Regions from separate parts of the Mus musculus genome. Here regions 2 and 3 are each linked to region 1. Evidence: chromatin contacts called from public HiChIP or PLAC-seq data. All regions are on one chromosome and are shown on one strand. The core of a region is the stretch at or near the end of the contact, and the rest is flanking DNA. Distances in the headings are between cores, read along the strand shown.

Evidence for each region. HiChIP or PLAC-seq counts read pairs in DNA pulled down with a chosen protein or histone mark.
Region 2: a contact with region 1 is called in an H3K27ac HiChIP or PLAC-seq map of large pre-B cells, with 2.3 times the contacts expected there. The contact joins two enhancer-like sites. A contact is called at or near these places in 1 of 39 promoter capture datasets (pre-B cells), 1 of 115 datasets of contacts at active chromatin or transcription factors (large pre-B cells) and 1 of 9 other capture datasets (embryonic stem cells).
Region 3: an H3K27ac HiChIP or PLAC-seq map of microglia shows a contact between it and region 1, with 6 times the contacts expected there. The contact joins two enhancer-like sites. A contact is called at or near these places in 1 of 39 promoter capture datasets (hippocampal neurons), 1 of 115 datasets of contacts at active chromatin or transcription factors (microglia) and 1 of 9 other capture datasets (embryonic stem cells).

Annotation. Positions count from the first base shown.
Region 1 is chr8:83,137,030-83,142,128 of GRCm38.p6, forward strand. No RefSeq gene overlaps it. Among named protein-coding and RNA genes, the nearest start is that of Tbc1d9, 26 kb to the right of the region's middle. Within about 2 kb of position 3,197, at least 89 of the 459 cell types and tissues checked have an H3K27ac peak or open chromatin away from gene starts, as enhancers often do. A contact at or near this core is called in microglia, where this site is marked.
Region 2 is chr8:82,757,980-82,763,078 of GRCm38.p6, forward strand. No RefSeq gene overlaps it. Among named protein-coding and RNA genes, the nearest start is that of Zfp330, 14 kb to the right of the region's middle. Within about 2 kb of position 2,887, at least 23 of the 459 cell types and tissues checked have an H3K27ac peak or open chromatin away from gene starts, as enhancers often do.
Region 3 is chr8:83,447,384-83,452,482 of GRCm38.p6, forward strand. It overlaps a transcript of Scoc not described here. Among named protein-coding and RNA genes, the nearest start is that of Scoc, 7.3 kb to the left of the region's middle. Within about 2 kb of position 2,553, at least 11 of the 459 cell types and tissues checked have an H3K27ac peak or open chromatin away from gene starts, as enhancers often do. A contact at or near this core is called in microglia, where this site is marked.

The DNA of each region.
Region 1 (5,099 bases), core at 1,947-4,446:
CTGCCAAGCAGAGGGCCTTCAGTACATGAAAGGGCCTAAGGGCATGAAAACATTCCCCCCTTTTTCACTTTGACATTTTGATAATCTATGTTTTCTAAGACTGGGTAGAACTTCCCTTGATGACAAAAGTCACAGAGTTTCTACAAATCTTGAGCCCTTGGTGAAGAATTAAACTTCCTTTGGGTACTGCAACCATCTGGACACAGATGGAAGGGTATGAGAAGGAGCAGGGTACCACAGGTAAACAATAGATATACATAGCACATGTCGATCCTGGAAGGAGGAAAGATGGCCTCATGCCCCATCTCTTCCTCTCAAATCTTCAGTCCTTTCTGTCTGTGCCAGAGGGAGTAATGAAGAGGTCTTGTGAAAGTTTGAGATGGGATTCCAACATTTCCCAGGACACTAATGTCTAGATACTAAAAAGAAACTAGCTTTTGGCAGCAGTGTCTAGAAGTCATCTCATTTAATTATATCTATCTACCTATCTCTAATCATCTATTTATTAAGCATGCATATATAGAGAGAACATCTCTCTCTAATGTGTGTGTGTATGTATGTATGTGTGTGTGTATATATATATATATATATGTATATATATATATATATATATATATATATATGTATGTATGCATTTCTTATCAGTAGGGAATAAGCCAATCTTATTTTATAAATTTTATTATAACTTTTTGTTTGGTTGGGGTTTTTGTTTTTTGTTTGTTTGTTTGTTTGTTTGTTTGTTTGTTTGTTTTTTAGACAGGGTTTCTCTGTATAGCCCTGGCTGTCCTGGAACTCACTCTGTAGACCAGGCTGGCCTCAAACTCAGAAATTTGCCTGCCTCTGCCTCCCAAGTGCTGGGATTAAAGGTGTGCGCCACCACGCCCAGCTCAAATTTTATTATTTTTGTATTTATATAATCTTCAGGCAGGATGCTTTTTTTTAGGAAAACATTGCTGATTATGTTGTTTATGGTTTAATTTATTGGGTAATAGTCATTATTTAAATTTTTGTGTATTGTTTAACTGTCCTTAGCTCCTTTCTAATTTGGACTCACTTATTTTTATCCTGGAAACAGAAAGAGTTGTCTTTATGAAAAAGCAGACATCAGCATATGCTCTGTCCCTGAGGATGTGCCTTCACTGCACCACTAGACCTTAAACAGAGCCCTTTCAAACCTTCAAAACCAATTACCATGGTGATCTCAATTAAGAGCTAACTGAAGCATCAAATGCTATGTCTCAAACTGCTTAAGTTACATAGGAAATGTTCAGATCAAATACCCCTGAAGAAAAATCCATGGAAACCAGCCAGTGATGCTATTTTGGTCCCAAGATCACTAAGATTCTTCTGAAGATTATTTACTATGACCAAGTCAAATTGATTTTAGGTGGCAGATCAGACACAGAGAAGAGATAAGGTGCGGGGTGGGGAAGCGTATGGGAGGAGCAGCGGTGTCAAAAGAGACATTGGGGCATTCACTCCCAATCACAGACATTGCTCTTGTGCACCTTAGCAGCTGTGCACTTTGTTTCTCAGCTTGTGGAACTGGCAAAATCCCTCCACCATTCATCCCTTCCTGAGGGCTGGTTTGGGAAAAGGTCTTCAGCATCCAGGGCCCTACAAGTATGACAATGTGTATGCAGGCCTTAAAAATGAGGAGCCTTCACCAGGGAGTCTATGAGGGTGAGTCTAGCTGAAACTCCTAGCACTGGGGGATATGACGGCTAAAGTGACCACCTCCTGCAGCCAGGCAGACTCCTCAGTGGAAGGATAAGGGCACCAACCCACCCACAAAACCTTGCCCTGCCTACAAGAAGTGCAGGGACCAGGATGGAGCAGAGACTGAGCAAATGTTCAACCAATGCCTAGCCTCAACTAGTGAGACCCATCCCATGGCTGAGAACCAATTTCTATTAATAATATTCTGTTAGGCTTGCAGGCAGGAGCCTAGCATAATTGTCCTTCGAGAGGCTCCACTCAGCAACTTACTGAAACAGATGCAGAGACCCACAGCTAAGCATTAAACAGAGCTCAGAAAGTCTTGTGGAGGAGTTGGGTGAAGGATTGAGGGACCTGGAGGACAGGGACTCCACAGGAAGACCAACAGTCAACTAACCTGGACCCTTGGGAACTCCCAAAGACTGAACTACCAACCAAAGAGCATGCATGAGTTGGGTTTAGCTCCCCCATACACACACACACACACACACACACACACACACACACACACACACACACTCACACACACACACACACGTAGCAGACGTGCAGCTTGGTCTTCGTACTGGAGCAAGGCCTACCCTGATTCTGCTGATTGCCTGTGGATCCCATTCCCCTAACTGGGCTGCCTTGTCTGGCCTCAGTGGGAAAGGATGTGCCTGGTCCTTCAATGGCTTGAGGTGCCAGGGTAGATTGGTATCCAGGGGGACCTCCCCCTTCTCAGATGAGAAAGGGAGAGAGCTATGGGGAAAAGGGGTGTGTGAGGGGGTGACTTGGAGGAGAGGGGGGATGTGATCAGGATATAAAGTAAATAAATAATTAATGGAAAGAATAAGGATCCTTCAAATCATCATAACTGAGCTGGGTATGTAGCTCAGTTGGTAGAGTTCTGGTCTAGGGTACAAGAAGTCTGGATTCAGTATCCAGTATGGCACAGGGGAAGCATGGTGGTCCCCTGGAATCTCATCATTTAGGAGATGGAGACTGAAGGATTATAAATTCAAGGTCATCTTCACCTACATACTAAGTTTGAAGCCAGCCTAGGATACATGAGTGTCTGTCTCAAAAAAACAAACCAAAACAAAAAACAACAACAAAGTAGGCAGAGCTCAGACACCCGTCAGTACAGAAAGCTTTGAGAAGGAAAGGCACAGCCACATTTCTTTGTGTCCGTCGTGTGATTCTTTTTCCTGTGAAGATGTGACACAAATGCCCACTCATTCGAAAGGGCACAGTTCCAATAAGAGATAAAAGAAAGAATGGCACCACAGTCCAGCGTGGAATCAGCCAGCTTGCTGGGATTCCTCCCAGGAGTGTGCATAAGATGCTCACAGGAACAGAGATGATGCTAAGGAACTTCATGGCAGAGAAGTCCATAGCTCCGATGACAGCTGCCAAGGCTGCAAGCCCAGAGCTCTCTGCAGGAACTACAAGCAGCTAGACTGGTCAGAAAGGCTCCTCAGAGCACTCTGCTCTCTCCCCATTGCCAAACCCCAACAGCTCTTCACACTGCTTCCTTATCCTTGGCAGGGGTGGGGGCCCTCTGGTGAACCTTGGTTTCAGCTTTCCCAGGATGTGGGAGGTTTGTTTACTCCTTGAGTCTCCTGAGTATGTCTCCTTCCTGGAAGGAAACTGCTAGATGTCACTGTCCAGTCCAAAAACTAGGTAACTAGTTTATCAGGCACTGCCTTCTATGGGCCTTCCCTTGCTAGACAATTACAGGCAGTTGTTGAAACAGCATTGAAAGTTCACATAAATACCTCCACCAGTTGGTCACGTTACAGGGATTATTAGTAAATTCTTCATTTTTTCCATCACTTGTGTAAATCTCATTTTCCTATCCTGGGTTTTGCTATGTTAATAAAACAGGATTTCAAAGTCCACAAAGCAAGATAACAGAACTTAACGACTAGAATTCAGTGTTCTAGCATGAAATAGGGTCTCCCAAACAGAGTCTAAGTAATATATTCTACTACATGTACCACATGCCACAGATGACACCCTCATAGGCAGCTGGTGGTCTTTTGATGTGAGTATATCCCTGCCCCTTTAGAACATCATTGCTGGAAGCCTTAATTTACTTTGACAGGGATCAGGAAGAAATGTCAGCCCTCTGTTTCGAATTCAGTCTTACCCAGCCCCTAAGGGGAACCAAAAGAGGAACACACAACCATGGTGGGGAGGAGGTAGACCAGCAAGTACATGCACCTTCGTAAACATCACCTCCAGACACCACTGTGTCCCACACACAGGCACACAACAGCTTCCCCTCTGTATCCTGAGGCCCAGCCAGCCTCTGCTTCTGCCCTGGTCATTTCACAGGAAGCAGTTGACTTCCTCACAGACAGCACACTTGCCGTTTCACTGACTCGAACTAATAGCTGCAACCTCCAATATCTTCCTTATGTGCCAAGAGCTGGAGTACTGTAAGTACTGTAGTCATTTGCCTATCGCACTCTTAGCTAGGAAGTCCAACTGGGATTGGACACAACATTCCTCAAGAACCCAGATGTCTTCATATTGGTACAGTTCTTTCTGCCTTGAGTTTCCTTTGCTTCTATCCCTTTAAAATAGAAGCGACAATTCAAGACATGTTTTTAAAGTATAACTTCATGTCACTGGCCTCATTTCCACATCATCAGCTTGCTCCCTGTCAGGGTGGAAGGTGTCCCTAGTTAATCACGATGCATCATCTGCCCCATGTCAAGCACACAGCTTCATTACTCACACACAGCCAGACACAGTGGGCACACGGCAACTTTTTGTTGTGCAAAGTCAACATTTGCTGGAAGCTGAGTTGCCCAGTTCCGGTTTTCTGGTTTCAGTTCTGAAGAAGGTTCCAATCACTTGCCCTGTCTGGAGACATACTGTTTTTAACTCTTTCTCCTCTGAAAACTCTTTCACTGTACACACCGTGAAAGACATCTGGTTTTGGCCTCTGCTCTTGGAACTGTCTTTACAGTCATAAGAAGATCCCTTTGGTCTTCGTTTGGACCACAAATCAAACCTTAACTGTATTCACAGAAAAATCCTAGCGACTTGATGTCTTTCCAGGAGAAAATGGCATGTAATTCACTTCCTCAGGGCCTTCTTCTGTTTCTTTAAAACACTTTTTATTAACTCTAGTAGTTATTAATATGACCTGGCCAGCCCCCCCCCCCAATAATCGAGACCGAGGCCTACTAGACTTATCTATCAGCTTTAGCACCATTGCTGGGCTAATTACCCCTAATCTATTTTTCTAATGCTAGACTGGCTGCTTCCAGCTAAGCTCCTCAAGTACTTACTCCACCAATCTGTTCTCAGGGCGGGAAGACATTTCACTCAGGTGAGTATTCCTGGTCCACCCTATCTAACAGAGACCTCCTGTTCTCTGTCTT
Region 2 (5,099 bases), core at 1,637-4,136, 380 kb before region 1:
CATTGTTCTAAGCTTACCCCTGAAAGAAGCTGAGGAGAAGGGCGATCCTGTAGGAGGACCAGCGGTCTCAATTAATATGGACTTCCAAGACTTCTCAAACACTGGACCACCAAACAGACAAGATACATCAGCTGATATGAGGCCCCCAACACACATACAGTAGAGGACTTCCAGGTCTGAGTTCATTCAGAGATGAAACACCTAACCCTCAAGAGACTGGAGGCCCCAGGGAATTTAGAGGTCAGGTGTGTGGGGGGGGGGGCACCCACATGAGGAGTGGGGTGAGGAGGAGGTGTGGGATGTGGAGAAGTCAGAGGGTAGATGGGGAGGGGCGGGGAATGGAATATGGCGTGTAAAAATAAATTACAAATAAAATTATTTTTTTTTTAAAAGGAACCTAGCATGACTATACTCTAGAAGACCCAACAAGCAGCTGAAAGAATCAGAGGCAGATAGTTGCACCCAACCAATGGACAGAAGCAGTTGATCCCTGTTGTTGAATTAGGGAAACACTGAAAGAAGCTGAGGAGGAGGGCAACCCTGTAGGAAGACCAGCAGTCTCAATTAATCTGGACCCCCAAGATCTCTCAAACACTGGACAATCAAACAGGCAGCATACACTGCTGATATGAGGCCCCCAGCACACATACAGTAGAGGATTTCTGGTTCTGTGTTCATTCTGATATGATGCACACAGATATGATGATTCTGATATGGGGCCTCAAGAGATTGGTGGCCTGAGGGAGTTTAGAGGTCAGGTGGGGTGAGGGAGAGTGGGAGCACTCACGAGAGGATGGGGTGGGGTGGGGAGGAGGTGTGGGCTGTGGAGCAGTCGGAGGGAGGATGGAGGAGGAAGATAAAATATGGAGTGTAAAATAAACAAAAAAATGATACAAACACTGGGAAAAATTCCTTTTCATAATTCTACACGACTATCTTCAAAAGATTACAAATCTCAAACATTATTATACTTCATTTCTGAAAAAGCCAAGAATCATTTTGAACAAATAGAGCTAAATGGAATAGTATTATCAATTTAGAATAAGAATTACGGTAATGTCTATAAAATACAAACATCTTCTCAAAAATACAGACTGGAACAAGTGACTTAAGAAGTATGTAGTCCCCACAGCAGGTCTTTAAAAGGAGTTGTGAATTTAGGAAACACATTTTAGATATCCTTATTGTTATGACTTGGATGTGGTGAAACACCACCACCACGGGCTGGTGTGTGTAAACACCTGCTCCTCTTCTGTTGATGTTGCTTCCCATAGCAACACGTACTGGGGGTGGGGCTCAGCTGGAAGAAATGTCAGAAGGAGGTGGAGCTTAGCTGGAGGAAGTGAGTCTTGAGGAGGTGGGCTTTGATGTGTTACAATGCTTGCTCCCCAAGGGTCTCTCTCCCTGCTTCCTGCTTCCCCATCCTCCACCCCACTTGTGAATGAGCACCTAATACTCCTGCTACTTTAGCTTGCTGTTTCACACCTTGATGGGCTATACCTTCAAACCATAAACCAAAATAAGCCCCTCTCTGCTTATGTTGCTGCCAGTCATGGATTTGATCCTAGTAACCCAGCAAGTAATGAATACACTTTTTAAAATTTTGTTTTTAATGGGCTTGTGCTGCTCTTCAGAAGATCCAAGTTTGGTTCCCAGCACCCATGCCGGGAGGCTCATAATCATATGTTAACTGCAGCTCTAGGAGATAGGGCACTCCCTAATCCCCCACAAGCACGTGCAAGCGCAGGTGGACACACACACACACACACACACACACACGTAAGATACGTTCACTCAGATACTTAAACATTAATAATTTTAGTATTGTTTATTTTGGTCTCTGTCTGGCTTCCCCACGTGTGGCTCACCCTTCAATTTCTGGATTGATATTAGAGTTTTCCCTAATTACCCTAGATTTCACTTGTACCCTTCTGTATCTTTTGCTTTGTTTTGTTTTCTTGTAGTTTTTATTAGGCATACAGTTGGCTCGGTGTTAGTGACTTCTACCCATGGATGCTCAGTTTCCTTGGAAAATCCCTTGGAAAACCCCTTATTAAATGTGCAATCCTGGAGGAGCAAGGCTAAGGAGCGAGGATGGGGAGGGAACTGTAGCTGTCCTTTATTTTGCATTGCCTCTTCTTATCAAGCCCTAAGAACTTCAGTGATGCCTCCTTCAGCCTTAAACCTTTCATTTCTATTTTAGCAATAGGTCTGTGGCAAATGCTAACTGAACCTTTACTTTGGCTTGAAGGGAAAATGCAGTTCTTTGCTGCCCACGTCAGATTATGAGTTAGCCATGGTACATAGTATATTACTTTGCCATTTCACAAAATCTCTTTAGCAAAAGCCCCCTGCATAAATGTACAGTTTATGCTCTAAATCCTAAAGAATTTTCAATGTGTCTGATTTATCACCGCAGTGTTTCTGATCCCACAAAATATGATTAGAACTTGACATATTGTTCTGTTTTTCGAATAGTTCTCATTAGGCAAATAAGTAGCCAAGGTCATCCCTGGAGCACCATGGTGCCCATTGCTATTATTTGCTCTATGCACTTTCTGAAACGGACTAATATATTCTGTAGGAGCAGAGGCTTGTGGGTGAGTAATGACGGTTATCCTCAAATAAATCAATACAATATTTCAAACACATCACATCAATACAATATTCCAGAAAAAGTTTGCCAAACTAAACACAAAATGCAGAGTCAAATATATTTGCTCATGTACTTCAGGGACCGTGATTAGATCCTGGATAAGGATATTAACTAAATAGTTATTTGTCAAGAGTTGAGCCATGTTGAGCCAAAACATGTCATCTAAACACTACATTACATTCATTCAAAACAGCACTTGGCAGCTGCAGCCAACCCAGAAGCTGCCTTGTGACTCCCAAGTCAGTTGATTTTGGTGGCTTCACTGGTACCATGACTCAAGCCTTCATCTGTATAGGATCTAGGCATTGTGCTTTTCACAGATGGATACCTTGGCCATGTGCACCCGTGGCTATTCATAGGCATCCTTAGAAAGCCCAAGAATCCCCTGGGACACTCTAATTCCTCCACCAGGTCTGCGTTTCCTTCTGGTGGCTAGTCATTCATCCCCGCCAAGACACTGGGCTCTTGGCTGTCTTTCACACCCTGGACGGAGCTACAATACTGACGTGGTAGGCATAGTTTGTAATAAAAAGGGCATTTACTGGGTCCTCTGCCCAAGGTCTCCTCCTGAGGACATAAAATTCTAGGTAACCAGTAACCAGAAGTACGGATATGTAGATATGAAGACCATCTCTGCATCCTTATCCCTAAAAGAAACAGCACACTCTGCCATCACTCTTGGTGACACATTGTTCATGATCCTTGTCAACAGTGAAAACGGCATGAGAATAGTTCTCTAATTTGAATACCATATATCTCCCAAAGGCCCATGTGCTTGTCTCTCGGGATGGTACTTTTCAGGATAGTAGAATCTTTTAAGATAAGTCTTTATGTCATTGGGAAAGTAGCCTTGAAGGGTAAAGTATGATCTCAACTCCTTTCTCTCCTTTGCTTCCGGGTCCCGAGTTGAGGTTTTGCTCACACACGCTCACCATGATATTCTGCCTCTCTGCAGACCCAAAAGCAACAAGGCAACCCATCCATGAACCAGAACCTCTAAAACTGTGAGCCAGAAGAAGCCTTTCCTCTCATCAATGGAGTATCTCAGTTATTTTGTTAGAATGATTCAAAACTAAGAGTTTTAGGGGCCTCTACTTACTTCTACAAATCCAGTTTAAAAAAAAAAAATCTAAGTTTAAATTTAGCAAAAAGTCCTCCATTTGTGATGCCACACACATTGAGACAATTTGAGTATCAATGTTGGTACAGATACTAGGTCTTGAAAGGCTTTTTAAATAAACTTTGGTCTTTTCTCCACTGGTAAAATTACTAGAAAACCAATGCAAATATAGAACCTTAGGGACTTTATTGGGGTAGCAGATTATTTAGTTATCATTGTTACTCTGACCAAATACTTGACAAGCAACTGAGCATTTTTGGCTCATGAGCTTAACCACCTTCCACTAGAGTGGTAACGGAGAACTTGTCTGTTACGTGGCCTTCCTCTTGATTCTCCCTTTTGTTTGGCCACTCAGCTCCTGTTGTACTAACCCTCATAGTCCTGCAGGTTGCATCTCGGCTGTTCTCATTTTGAGTCTTTATACTGTACCCTGACTTTTGGTAATTGGGCACATCATTTAGCCACTAGTTTCTGTCTGACGTGCCATCAGCCCACTGAGTTCTACAAGTTTCCCTGGTAGCCAAATTGGTCTACAGAGAGCTTTCTAAACACACACATACACTAACATCAGAAGACAACTTGCAGGAATCAGTTCACTCCTTTCACCATGTGGAATCCAGGGATTGAATTCAGGGCATCAGTCTTGGTGTTCCCCATGCCCTTTCCCACCCACCTCAGAAAGCCTGGCCACAAATGGGTTATTAATTTAACTATGCTTCTAGAAGCCATCCTGGGAATGAATTCTGACAATCTCCCAGAATCCTAACCATGGTGTTATATCCTCTAACAAAGTAACTACTGTGTAATCTAAGACCCGGATGGCAGGGGAAGCCATCACACTAACTTTCTCTTCTGATCCTCTTCAGCAGTGGCACCCCTAGAATATCGCTCTGGCTCTTCCCAATGCAGGATAATTCTTACAGCTCCCGTTTTCTCAGGTCTTGAGCCTCCCTGTGTTTTGCTTAAGCTGCAAAGGCTCCAGGTTAAAAGGCCATGCTCTCTGGAAATGCCTCTGCCTGAGGGGCTCCTCATCATTAAAGATCTTCTACAGCACCCACATGCCTCAGTCTCACCTGTCAGGGGTGCTCAGGTTTCCCAGAGTGCCCTGACCAGCGTGTGACATACTCCTCTGGACTGGAAGACACGAAAAGTCTTTTCCTATAAAGCCAGGGGTCCTCTTGCTTCCATTCATACCTCATGTCCTCCTGCACCTCTGATGTTCTTACAAAAATAATGATCTAGAAATTGTCACCCAAATTTCTCCAAATACCTCTAATTCAGCAGTCCAATGTTCTCCCTTTGACTAAGGTTATGGTTTCCACA
Region 3 (5,099 bases), core at 1,303-3,802, 310 kb after region 1:
AAGAAGAAGAAGAAGAAGAAGAAGAAGAAGAAGAAGAAGAAGAAGAAGAAGAAGAAGAAGAAGAAGAAGAAGAAGAAGAAATAAAACCCTAACTCTTGAGTTAATGATCTTAAATTTCTAGTGGATTCTTGCCCAACACGTTGGGTGCCACCTGTTGCAGAAAATATTTTAAAAATAGAACCAACTTGTTCCCGCTCTTGTGCCTCACAGGATAGCATGAGGACAAGATGTAGCTACGAGTGTCTCCCAGTTTCAATGATGGATCCGTAAGGATTCGCCACTGGAGGATTTAGATTTAATAAGGTTTACCAGATTAGGATTTTAGTTGCTGTGCCCAACGATTGAGTTACCATCGTTTCTGAACTAAGTTTGTATTGTGTTTTCCTTCAGGCGGCAGCTTGTCTGGGTTCAAGAGAGAAAGGTATGGTGGCAAAGTGTGGGTTTACCAGATGTGCACCACAAAGACCATGAGGGACTTGAAGCACAGGGTTGATGTGGTAGTGACCCACCAGTGGGAACTTAGCAAGCTGGATAAAGAGATTTTGGAGCTCTGAACCAAGAGTCTCCACGAAATAAAAACAGGTCAGCCATTGCCTGCCAGTGCAAGGCTGGCCAGGCTGCCAGGGCAGAGGCACAAAAGTGGGAACATGCCAGTTCCATTTTTTAAATATTTTCCGCAACAGAAAAACATAGATATTTACAATTCACAACAATAGCAAAGGTACAATTATGAAGTAGCAACAAAAATAAATTTATGGTTGGGGGTCAGCACAACATGAGGAGCTGTGTTAAAGGGTCATAGCATTAGGAAGAATGAGAACCACTGAGCTAAGAGTAAACATGGAAGATCAGAGTGGACACAAAAGGCCTTAACAGATGCTCAGAAAATCCTGCAGCGAGACAGACTGAATCACTGGGATTCCTACCCATGGCAAGGAAACTTACGGTCTAAAGCTGTAAGTTCTACAAGTCCATAAGGTACAAAGGACCCAGTGTAGACAGAATCGTTCCTCAAAGGAAGAGAGGGCACACCCTACATTATCTCAACACTTATTTTTAACCTAATTTAATGAAATCAATAATGGTGTTGGTATAAAGATGTCCATACAGAAACAAAACCGAATAGGGCCAGGAAGAAGTGCACGCATTGATTCATATAGCTAACTGATTCTCACAGTGGTATCAAAGCAATCTCATGGAGAGAGGCTTATCTTCAACAATAATGCTTCAACAACTAGATATCAATATTGGGAGGTAAGCCTGAACTTGTACCTCACAGCATACACACACACACACACACACATACACACACACGCACACAAACACAATGTTAATTCAAATGGACATGGTCTAAAATGAAAGCTTAGATTATCAGTTTTTAGAAGATAGAGAAATCTTTATCAGAATTATACTGGAAAATCTTTTTTAACTTTTTAAAAAGATTCTATTTATTTTATGTATCTGAGTGCTCTATCTGCATGCACACCCGTGTGCCAGAATATGTATGAAGTGTTGCTTTGAAGAGCACAGAGAAACCAGGGTTATAATTTTACAACAAAATGGTCCCACTAGGTAGCAAAGCTCTAAAATGCTGGGTTGCTAAAAAGATTTTCTTCAAATTGTCCTAAGTCTCATTGTAATCTACGAGCTGAGATAGACTCTCAGTAACCCTGTGAGATAAAAGAGGTCAGTTTTTGGAGTTCCCTCAGCTTCTGTCAAAGTCTGGGATCTTAAACCACTTGTGAGCTGATGGGCATCTTGTTTTACGGCTGCTGAGAGGCCTGGGCGAGAGACTCGACCCTCCTTACACCCCTGCATGAACTTCATTCTGGGTTCCCCGTCCACGTCTCTGGGTGTCGGGAGGCTGCAGCCGGCCTCCATATGTAGTGTGTTGTGATACAGGGCCAGAACCTTGATCTTGGAGATCTATTGCTTCTCCAGAAAGTGTAGCAAGCTTTTCTTGGCCCAGGGCTGGCCCAGGCATTGAACAGTTACTCTGGAAACACTGTCCATTGAAGTCTGAGAAAGGGCTTCATACTCTTGATATGCCCACAAAAATACAGTGACCCCCAGGGTCCATGGCCCCTAGAGTCCATGGTAGCACCTCTCTCAGGAACCTTCTACCTGACTTGACTTCAGCTCTGTGGCAAATTCCTGTCCCCACCCCTCCATTATATAGCCCTAGGGAAATTTCTCCAAATGTCTCAGCCCGGGAGGGTTCTTTAAGTTTAAAAAGGAGAAGTCCACTAGCCAGAGGCTGGGCACGCATCAGCAGGAGTGATGGCACTTTAGGAATGCCTGTGGCATGAGTCAGGTGGCCTTTTGTAGCTTACTCCTTCCTGGCCTTTCTTTTACACCATTTAATCTAACTTCTCCACACTTCCAAGTAAGAGCCTTGGCTGGGGTGAGGGCAGTTGGTAATTTACCGAGCTAGCATGAGGACTCGAGTTCAGTTCCTATGACTTGTGGAGACAACCCCATGTGTGGTAGTGAGCACTTTTAATTCCCTTGTTGGGGAAGAGATTGTTAGACCCAGGCTGGGTAGAGACTGTCTCACAAACACTAGATAGAGTGGGCCCCTTAAGGTTGCCCTGTGGCCTCCACAAGCACACTAGAACAGGGATATGTGCACCAACACAGAAACGCATGCACATATGGGGGTGTGAACAAAAACCTACATGTGATTTGTTTTAAACAATTGGCTAAACTGATCATTTCTAACCACAGGGAAATAGGCCCAAACCACCCTCTGCTTGTCCTGGCAAAGGCAGAAAGTTCTGAAAAGCCTTGCCACTAGGGGGCCAAGGCTGGTCTAAAATCCAGCAGGAACAAGTTTAAGTCTTAAGAGAACTTAAGCTATGGGGGGGGGGGGGAGGGGGGGGGAAGAATTCCTGAAGTTGAGCACAGAATCCAGTATGCCTCAGACTCATTCCCAACAAGAGTCATGAACCTGGGTTTTCCTTGTGACAGTGTGAGTGGATCACAAACAAGCAGCTCTCAGTGGGAGGGAACATAGTACACGTCTCTCTCATCCACAGACGAGACATCTGCCTGGATCATTGGTACAATGTCTTTTCCATCCCAAGAGCTTTATGCCAAAATAAATGTTACTAGATATTTGCTAACAGCTCTCATAGATCACAGTCCAATCAGCAGTTTAACATTTCATGCAAATATATTTGTGGTTCTCCTTTAGATTTGGTGTAAAAGGCCTATCATGTCCCCTTAGTGCTGTATTAGGGAAATGACAGCCCTAGGCTCAGGCAGACACATGTTATAATCCCAGCACTTGGGAGGCAGTGTCAGGAGAGCTACAGATTCGTGACCAGCCTGGACTACATGGGCCGACTGCACCTCAAGTCTCTGTCTTAAACAAAGCACATTTACCTTTGCTGTGCCACTTCAGACTACAGAAACAGAATTCAGGTTTTCCCTTTTATGTCCTCAGGGAAAACAGGATAAACAGAAGGGAAGTGTTCTGGCCTGCATGCATAGCAACTGGAGCTGAACAGAAATCCCTGCATCTGATTTCTTATATTCCTGTGTTCTGTCTACAAATGGAGCTCCACTGCCCAGCACCTAAATGCAGTCTTGAAACTCTGTCTGGATGGGTATTCCGCCCTGGGGTCTTCATTTTTCTGAGTTGAGAGAAGCATGGGTGCTTGGCATGAAGGGACAGCACTGGGTTGCCACACTGTCTTTTCCCCTGAGAGTTCAAACTGCTTTCTATCAAAAAAAAAAAAAAAAAATCCCACTGCTTCTCACTGCACCTGGCAGAGGGGCAGAGAGCTCCAGAGGTGGTGGCTGTCCAACTTCATAGAGCATGCAAGGACAGCTAGGGGTTAGGGGGAAGTAACCTCAATAAAAGAAAGAGCCCTAAGGTCTCCATGTTGGGGATGGCACACTACTGACCTCTAGTGGTAAAACTAATTCAAAAACATTTCTTCATACGCAGAACTTTATGCTTCATAATTTATTCATACGTTATGTGACATTTTCTGCTTGTTAAATGACCTTGTCGGCACAGGGAGATTTGTGTTTCTCTACTCAAAAGGCATGATTTTTTTAAATTTCTGATAGAACATTTTAGCCGGTGAGTTGTCAAAAAGATTTGAGAGGTTTTGGGGTTTTTGTTGTTGTTTTCCATCCTGTGTAGAAAATGAGATCAGAAGAATAAAGTCCCCCCGACTCTCTGCAGGATTGAGACTGAAACTCTTTTTTTTTTTTTTGAAACTATGAAACTGTTTTCTTCCTTTTATTTTGAAAATGGTATCATTGGACAAGAATCACAGTTAAATGGAAGTTATGGTTTCATTGTAGAATAATGGTATATAAAAAGTACACTGTCTATTTTTTTTCATTTTTTATTAGGTATTTAGCTCATTTACATTTCCAATGCTATACCAAAAGTCCCCCATATCCACCCACCCCCACTCCCCTGCCCACCCACTCCCCCTTTTTGGCCCTGGTGTTCCCCTGTACTGGGGCATATAAAGTTTGCAAGTCCAATGGGCCTCTCTTTCCAGTGATGGCCGACTAGGCCATCTTTTGATATATATGCAGCTAGAGTCAAGAGCTCCGGGGTACTGGTTAGTTCATAATGTTGTTCCACCTATAGGGTTGCAGATCCCTTTAGCTCCTTGGCTACTTTCTCTAGCTCCTCCATTGGGAGCCCTATGATCCATCCATTAGCTGACTGTGAGCATCCACTTCTGTGTTTGCTAGGCCCCGGCATAGTCTCACAAGAGACAGCTACATCTGGGTCCTTTCAATAAAATCTTGCTAGTGTATGCAATGGTGTCAGCGTTTGGATGCTGATTATGGGGTGGATCCCTGGATATGGCAGTCTCTACATGGTCCATCCTTTCATCTCAGCTCCAAACTTTGTCTCTGTAACTCCTTCCATGGGTGTTTTGTTCCCAAATCTAAGGAGGGGCATAGTGTCCACACTTCAGTCTTCATTCTTCTTGAGTTTCATGTGTTTAGCAAATTATATCTTATATCTTGGGTATCCTAGGTTTGGGGCTAATATCCACTTATCAGTGAGTACATATTGTGTGAGTTTCCTTGTGAATGTGTTACCTCACTCAGGATGATGC